Regions from separate parts of the Hordeum vulgare genome. Here region 2 is linked to region 1. The links are chromatin contacts, called in public Hi-C maps. All regions are on one chromosome and are shown on one strand. The core of a region is the stretch at or near the end of the contact, and the rest is flanking DNA. Distances in the headings are between cores, read along the strand shown. Region 1 has its middle 90 kb from the start of LOC123398838. Region 2 holds the start of LOC123433177 (monothiol glutaredoxin-S11).

Evidence for each region. A called contact is a pair of places that touch in the nucleus more often than the background predicts.
Region 2: a contact with region 1 is called in a Hi-C map of leaf, with 5 times the contacts expected there. The contact joins the promoter of LOC123433177 here to the enhancer-like site in region 1. A contact is called at or near these places in 4 of 6 Hi-C or Micro-C datasets (leaf and seedling).

Annotation. Positions count from the first base shown.
Region 1 is chr1H:311,154,858-311,157,876 of MorexV3_pseudomolecules_assembly, reverse strand. No RefSeq gene overlaps it. Among protein-coding and RNA genes, the nearest start is that of LOC123398838, 90 kb to the right of the region's middle. Within about 2 kb of position 1,401, at least 2 of the 3 cell types and tissues checked have open chromatin away from gene starts, as enhancers often do. A contact at or near this core is called in leaf, where this site is marked.
Region 2 is chr1H:311,690,742-311,693,760 of MorexV3_pseudomolecules_assembly, reverse strand. It overlaps LOC123433177 (monothiol glutaredoxin-S11), which reads right to left and starts at 1,596. Exons shown (of 3, transcript XM_045115437.1): 1 at 1,280-1,596; 2 at 308-382. The coding sequence starts at 1,459. LOC123433145 reads right to left here. Exons shown (of 4, transcript XM_045115435.1): 4 at 2,807-3,019.

The sequences.
Region 1 (3,019 bases), core at 152-2,651:
CGAAACACAAGAAGCTTAGCGAAATGATTTTGAGAGGGCATTTGGTGTGTTGCAAGCTTGGTTTGCCTTTGTTCGAGGTCCTGCTCTCTTGTGGAATAAAAAATCCCTCCCAAACATCGATCATGACTGCTTGTGTAATATTACACAATATGATCATCAAGGATGAGAGGCATTTGGACTTGATATACAACTATGACAATGTTGTTAGCCGCGTGAAGCGTGTCACGGACGGTGATGAGATCATTGCATTTCTTGAGACCTACCGCAAGATCGAGAACTGTGACACGCAGAACCAACTCCAGGATGACTTTATTGAGCATCTATGGCAGCTCTATGGGGTGAGATAGATCCCCATTTGTATGTATTTTTATTCGTGTGAGATTTGAACAATTTGGTGTTGTAATAATTATTTGAATTAAAATATTTATTGTAATGATGACTATTGTTGTATTGTGAGTTGCTTTTAGGCCATTTATATTGAATTTATTTTAAATTTTGCTGAAATATGTTATTTATTTAAAGTTATGTAAAAAAATGTGGTGCAACGAGTGCTTCGACTGAACAGATCCGCAAATGTGTCCCACAAAACTTTTGCGAGACGCGTTTGCGGAATCTGTTCGGCCGAAACGCTCATCGCATTGTAAAATATTTTTCCGAGAGCCCTCAAATCATTTTTTTTGTGATGTCTGTTTGCGAGGTCTGTTAGAGAAGCTCTTAATGAGAGACTTTTGATCTCGCATTCAGGTTCTGGAAGCTTTCCACCTAGGTTTTGGGAAGAATCTGAAAGCTTCTCGCCGTTTGTTCTGTTTCTCGTACAGGTCATCTCTCTTTTTTGCCTTTGTTATATATCTTTTTAGCCTTTTTAGTTTTATTTTTTATTTTTCTCTTTATTTTTTCAAAATGCGCAAAAAATAAAATTCAAATATTTTTCAAAATCAAAATTGTTTTAAAAAAATGTGAACCTTCATTTTAAAAATTCGTGATTTTTTAAAATTCATGATTTTTTTTCCAAATTCTTGAATTTCTTTTCAAACATTTTGGTGAATTTCTTCACAATTTTCTCCCGTTCACGAACCATTTAAAATTTGTATTTAAAAAAAAATTGTAATCTTTCTTTAAATCCATGTTTTTATTTTCATAACCACAAACTTTTTGCAAACTCCCAAACTTATTTCATACCCGTGAACTGTTTTCGAATCCATAAAAATTCCAAACTTTCCAAAATCTTGACATTATTTTCTTCAAATTCGTGTTTTATAAATTAGGAATCGTTTAATATCTAAAATAATTGAAACTTATTATTTTCTAAAGCCTTGGCGGGAGGAGGAAACCAGCACGTGTCGCTTATGGGCCGCTGTCCAAGTAGCTCGGACGCCGTAAACGCCAAGTAGGAGGGGAAGCCCTATTTAACGCACAGGCGCCGGTTAACGGCAAAGTTTGCTAACCGGCGCCTGCAGCGCTCCTTCATAGGCCGGCCCATTTAAAGATCTGATCTGTGTTTAGCTTGTGAATTTTTTTCCAAATTGATGAACTTTATTTGAAAATCGATGGACATTTTTGAAAATTGATGAACTTTTTTAAAAATCGGTGAACTATTTTTAAAATCAGTGAAGATAATGTAAAATTTGCGAATCTTTTCAAAATCAATGAACTGTTTTTAAAAATTGATGAATTTGTTTTGGAAATCGATTATTTTTGTTTGAAAATCAATAATTTGTTTTCGAATTCTGTGAATTTTTTAAAATACATAAACATATTCAAAAAATTGGTGAACTTTTTTTATAATCATTTAACTTTTTTCGTGACTCTGATCTTTTTTGAAATTCTATGAACTATTTCTTAATTTTTAAGGAGCGACAAATTCTACATGGGCTGGCCCACTAGAAAGAGCGTTGCATGCGTCGGTTTGCCTATCCGGCGCTGTGAAGGCGTCGTATAGGACCTTCCAAGTAGGAGTAGATTAATGAGCTGCTCGACTCGCTAAGCTCATGCACGTCAACCTTGTTACGCTTAACGAGTAAAAAATATTCGGCTTTGTTCATTTAAAGCTCTTTTAGCTTAGGAGCGCCCACGAGTGCTCGTTAATACACTATACGATGTGTTACAACTTACACATTATAGTAAGCACTATGCTCCGGCTTGGTAGACGTGATATATTCACGCTCGTTTGTTCGTGCAATCTCTTTGCCATTTGAAGACAATTAGATTTAAACATTATAATAGAAAATTAAATAAGGTGGCTCATGAAATTGCTAGGTTAGCGAAATTTTCATCCACTAGAGATTGGTTTGAGAAGCCAATGAATGATATTGTATCTTTTCTTATGAAAGATGTAACTATTATTTCTAATTAATGGAGTGGAAGTTTATTTCAAAAATTCCGTTTTCGTTTGTGTAGTAATGATTAAGCATGATCATTCATACGAGACTATAGGGTTGGGAGAATGCCCCCGCTTCGTTCGAAGGAGTGTCGACTCGGGCGGATCCCGTGCAGCCGCCACCCTTTGCTCCTTCGATCTTGCTCCCCCCGCCGTCGTTGAAGGATGCCTCCGGTCAAAGGCCGCGAGGATGATGGCAGCGACGGGTCCTCATGCTCCTCACGCGATTGATGGCTACAGGGGGACCCATCGTTTCTCACGTTACATGATCTTTGGTTGGAGCTTCTTGGCGGGCCTGGATGGCATGGTTCGGCCGACGAAGATGGGTGCCGGGGCAGCGGTCCCGAATTTCTTCGATGACGTCGACTGTCGATGTGAACGCGAGGGCGGCACGATGACTGGATCGGGGGGCTCGATGCGCCTCAGCTACTCATCTTCGCATGGTGTGGGTGATGGCGGCGGTGCCCGCTGAGATCTCCGGCCTCATGTAGGGAACCGACGGGTGACGCGGTCCTTGGGTTCGTTTTGCTCTAAGATGGTGTTATGCCGGTTGCCGGCCCTCATGGATTTGGTCGTTGACGAGTTCCGGAATGCCTCGTCGGAGATCTTCATTGGGTGCTTAACACGTGTAGATGGCTGGAT
Region 2 (3,019 bases), core at 347-2,846, 540 kb before region 1:
TCCACAGTATATGAGGCATGGGCTCACATGATTTATGTCATTGCTTGTAGAATACTTCATGCTTAAGAAGTTTGAAAGTGGGTCCTAACAATAATATCAACACATGCCTCATCATTAGGGCAGAGCAGATGCTTGATTTTTTGCCTTTAAAAATGGACAAGAGAACTCATGCAATTCAGCTTTAATAATAAGGAAGAAGGGTGCCATGAGTCCATGACCCTACCAGGATCCATTATGAAGTGTAATCAAAAAGAGGTCCACTAGCATGAACTAATTGCATTGCATGACAACTGTAAACAGTAAATACCTTGCAGAAAACAAAGTATGGCACTGCTGTAACTCCATATGCCTCTGAAATTTCCGGTTGTTCTTCAGCTTCAACCTGACAGAAGTTACCAACATGACGAGGATAAATAAGAAAAGGCTTGAGATATCCAAATTACGAAATGGTGTGTCATTGGCAGAGCATAAAGAATGAATCATAATTATGTGACCAAAGAACACTTCATAATAATCAAAGGACAATAGTCCCAAAAGAGGAATGTTTGATTAGATCATTCTTTTACTAGAGTTGGTTTCGAGATCTTATGGGTTTCGACTCTGCCCGCCCAACTTGTTTGGGAATAAAAAGGCTTTGTTTTTGTTATTGTTGTTGATTCTTTTACTTGAATCCCGGTCTGATGGCATCACACGGTGAAAGTAGTAGACAACAGACCACTATAGCAAAAAATATCTTACAAAAGACTTGATACAGGTACTGCCTGATTTCATACTTGTAACTAGAACAAACGAAGGGTTTCGGTTTCAAGCACACAAACGGGTTGAATTCTGCTTTTATCTCATGGTTCGAGTTAATCAACTGCATACACATCACATAGTGTTTCTCGCATCGTAAGTAAATAAATACTCTACTCCCTCCGTTCCTAAATATTTGTCTTGGATGTATATAGACATAATTTAGTGTAAGTTCATTCATTTTGCTCCGTACGTAGTCCGTAGTTGAATCTTTAAAAAGACAAGTATGTAGTCCGTAGTTGAATCTTTAAAAAGACAAATATTTAGGAACGGAGGGAGTATAAGCATGCGAAAAAAAGTAACCTAGGCAGCAGCATGAATCACGCGCCAGAACCCTAAACGCAAATCTGTGACCAGAGGCCCAGACCGCCGCCGAAGGATCACGATCCACCGGAAACCGGCCCGAACCCAAATCTACCGCGACCACAGGGGAGGAATCGGCGAGCAGCAGCAGCAGGCTGCGCGCGAGCGCGTGCGTGCGTACCCTGAGGAAGAGCGCGTGGGGGAAGTCGACGGCGAGGTGGGCGAAGACCTCGTCCATCTGCTTGGAGGCCTCGCACCAGGCCGCCCAGAAGTGCACCGCGGCGGCCCGCGCGCCGCCTACCGCCGCGTCCAGCTCCGCCCTCGACCCCACCTCCCTCACCGCCCCGCCGCCGCTCGCCATCGCCTCCTCCCCACGAAAAGCAACAACAATCGACGGCGAGAACGCTCGAGATGGTTAGCTACCAGCGGCGGGGGCGATTGGGGGAGAGAGACGACGGGTGATGACTCGTGGCGAGGGGTTGCGACCTGGGGTTTTCCTCTCCGGCCCGTGCCCGTGCGGTGCGACGGCGACGGAAGATTCCAGAAGGGCCCGGAACCGACCTAGGCCGTTTGGGCCTGGCCGGAGCGGGCTAACGGCCCAAAAGATGAAAGAATCATCATCGGTCTGACTGACCTGGACCCACGCGCCCAGCCCGGCAAAAAGCCAGAGGCTGCGGCGGCGGCGGGGCCCAGCCGCCGTCCCGGGGTCCCATCCCGGCATCCCCCCTCAGCTCCTCGCCCCGGCCGACGAGTCTATATAAATCCGAAGCATTCCTCAGGTGCCCTCCCTCGGGTGGCCAGAAACGAAACCCTAGGGTATTAGTCGCCACCAAACCCTTTGTCTGAAACTCTGAATCCCCACACACTGCCTCCACCAATTCAGATCTGTGCCTGATGGTAGCATCCTTCTGCTTCGTTGTTTTCGGTTTGATGCTCTTGGGGTGCGTGATTTTGCTGTGGATGGTTTGGATCGATGATGCTCTGGTAGAAATACTGCGTTATCTTCCTGATCAATGTGAGGCGGCTGCGATGACATCGCAGCGGCTTCCTGATGACACATTTTCTCTCGCTGAGATCCAGTACGAAGCAACTTTGCCTGCCTTTTGTTTTTTGTTTTCCTTTTGTCTCTTTTGCCTGTTTTCCTCTGGATGTTATTTTGAGACAAGTTGGAAGGGAGAACCTCGTTTCATGGTTGAGTCTCTCAACATATAGCGCTCTCTGAAAAATTGCGTAGAAAAGGAGAGAAAAAGGACAGAAATAGCTGGCGATTAGGTGACGAGTTTAGTTGTATGGGTTGGCAGAACGCGTGGCATTTTCTGTAAAGAAAACTTTTGCGGCAAAAAACGGCAGGATTCAGGCCAGCTGAACTTGTCGAAAAGAAAAAAGTTTGGTTGCCACCCCCCTCCCAGCTGATGTTTGCAAGTAGCCATGTATGTAAATCCACCGATTTCTTCAGATAACAAGCATCACTTGGACAAGTTTCCATTGATTCAATCTCCTATGAACAAAATCATTCCTCAAATCAGGCTCAACATTGTACACAAACAGTTTGAAAACAAAATTACACCAAGCGATGGTTCAGAACAAATGTAGCCATTATAACCACTCTTCTTCAGATAAGAAGCAGCACTCGGATGAGTTTCCGCTGATCCAATCTCCTATGAACAATCACGATCAATATAGTGCATAACCAGTTTGACAACATGAATCAACCAAGCGATGGTGGAGATGTAATGTGGCCATTACAGCCACATCTTACAACAAAATAAAGATTGTGAGCAGTGCAACATGTATAGAGTTTATGGTTACTACAACCCAGTCTAACAGTTTTGCTGGATTGTACCCGGTTGACAGACAGACGTGTCTGCAAACCTAAACATCATAGATACAACACGATTACAAGCAAAATAAACGTCAGCAT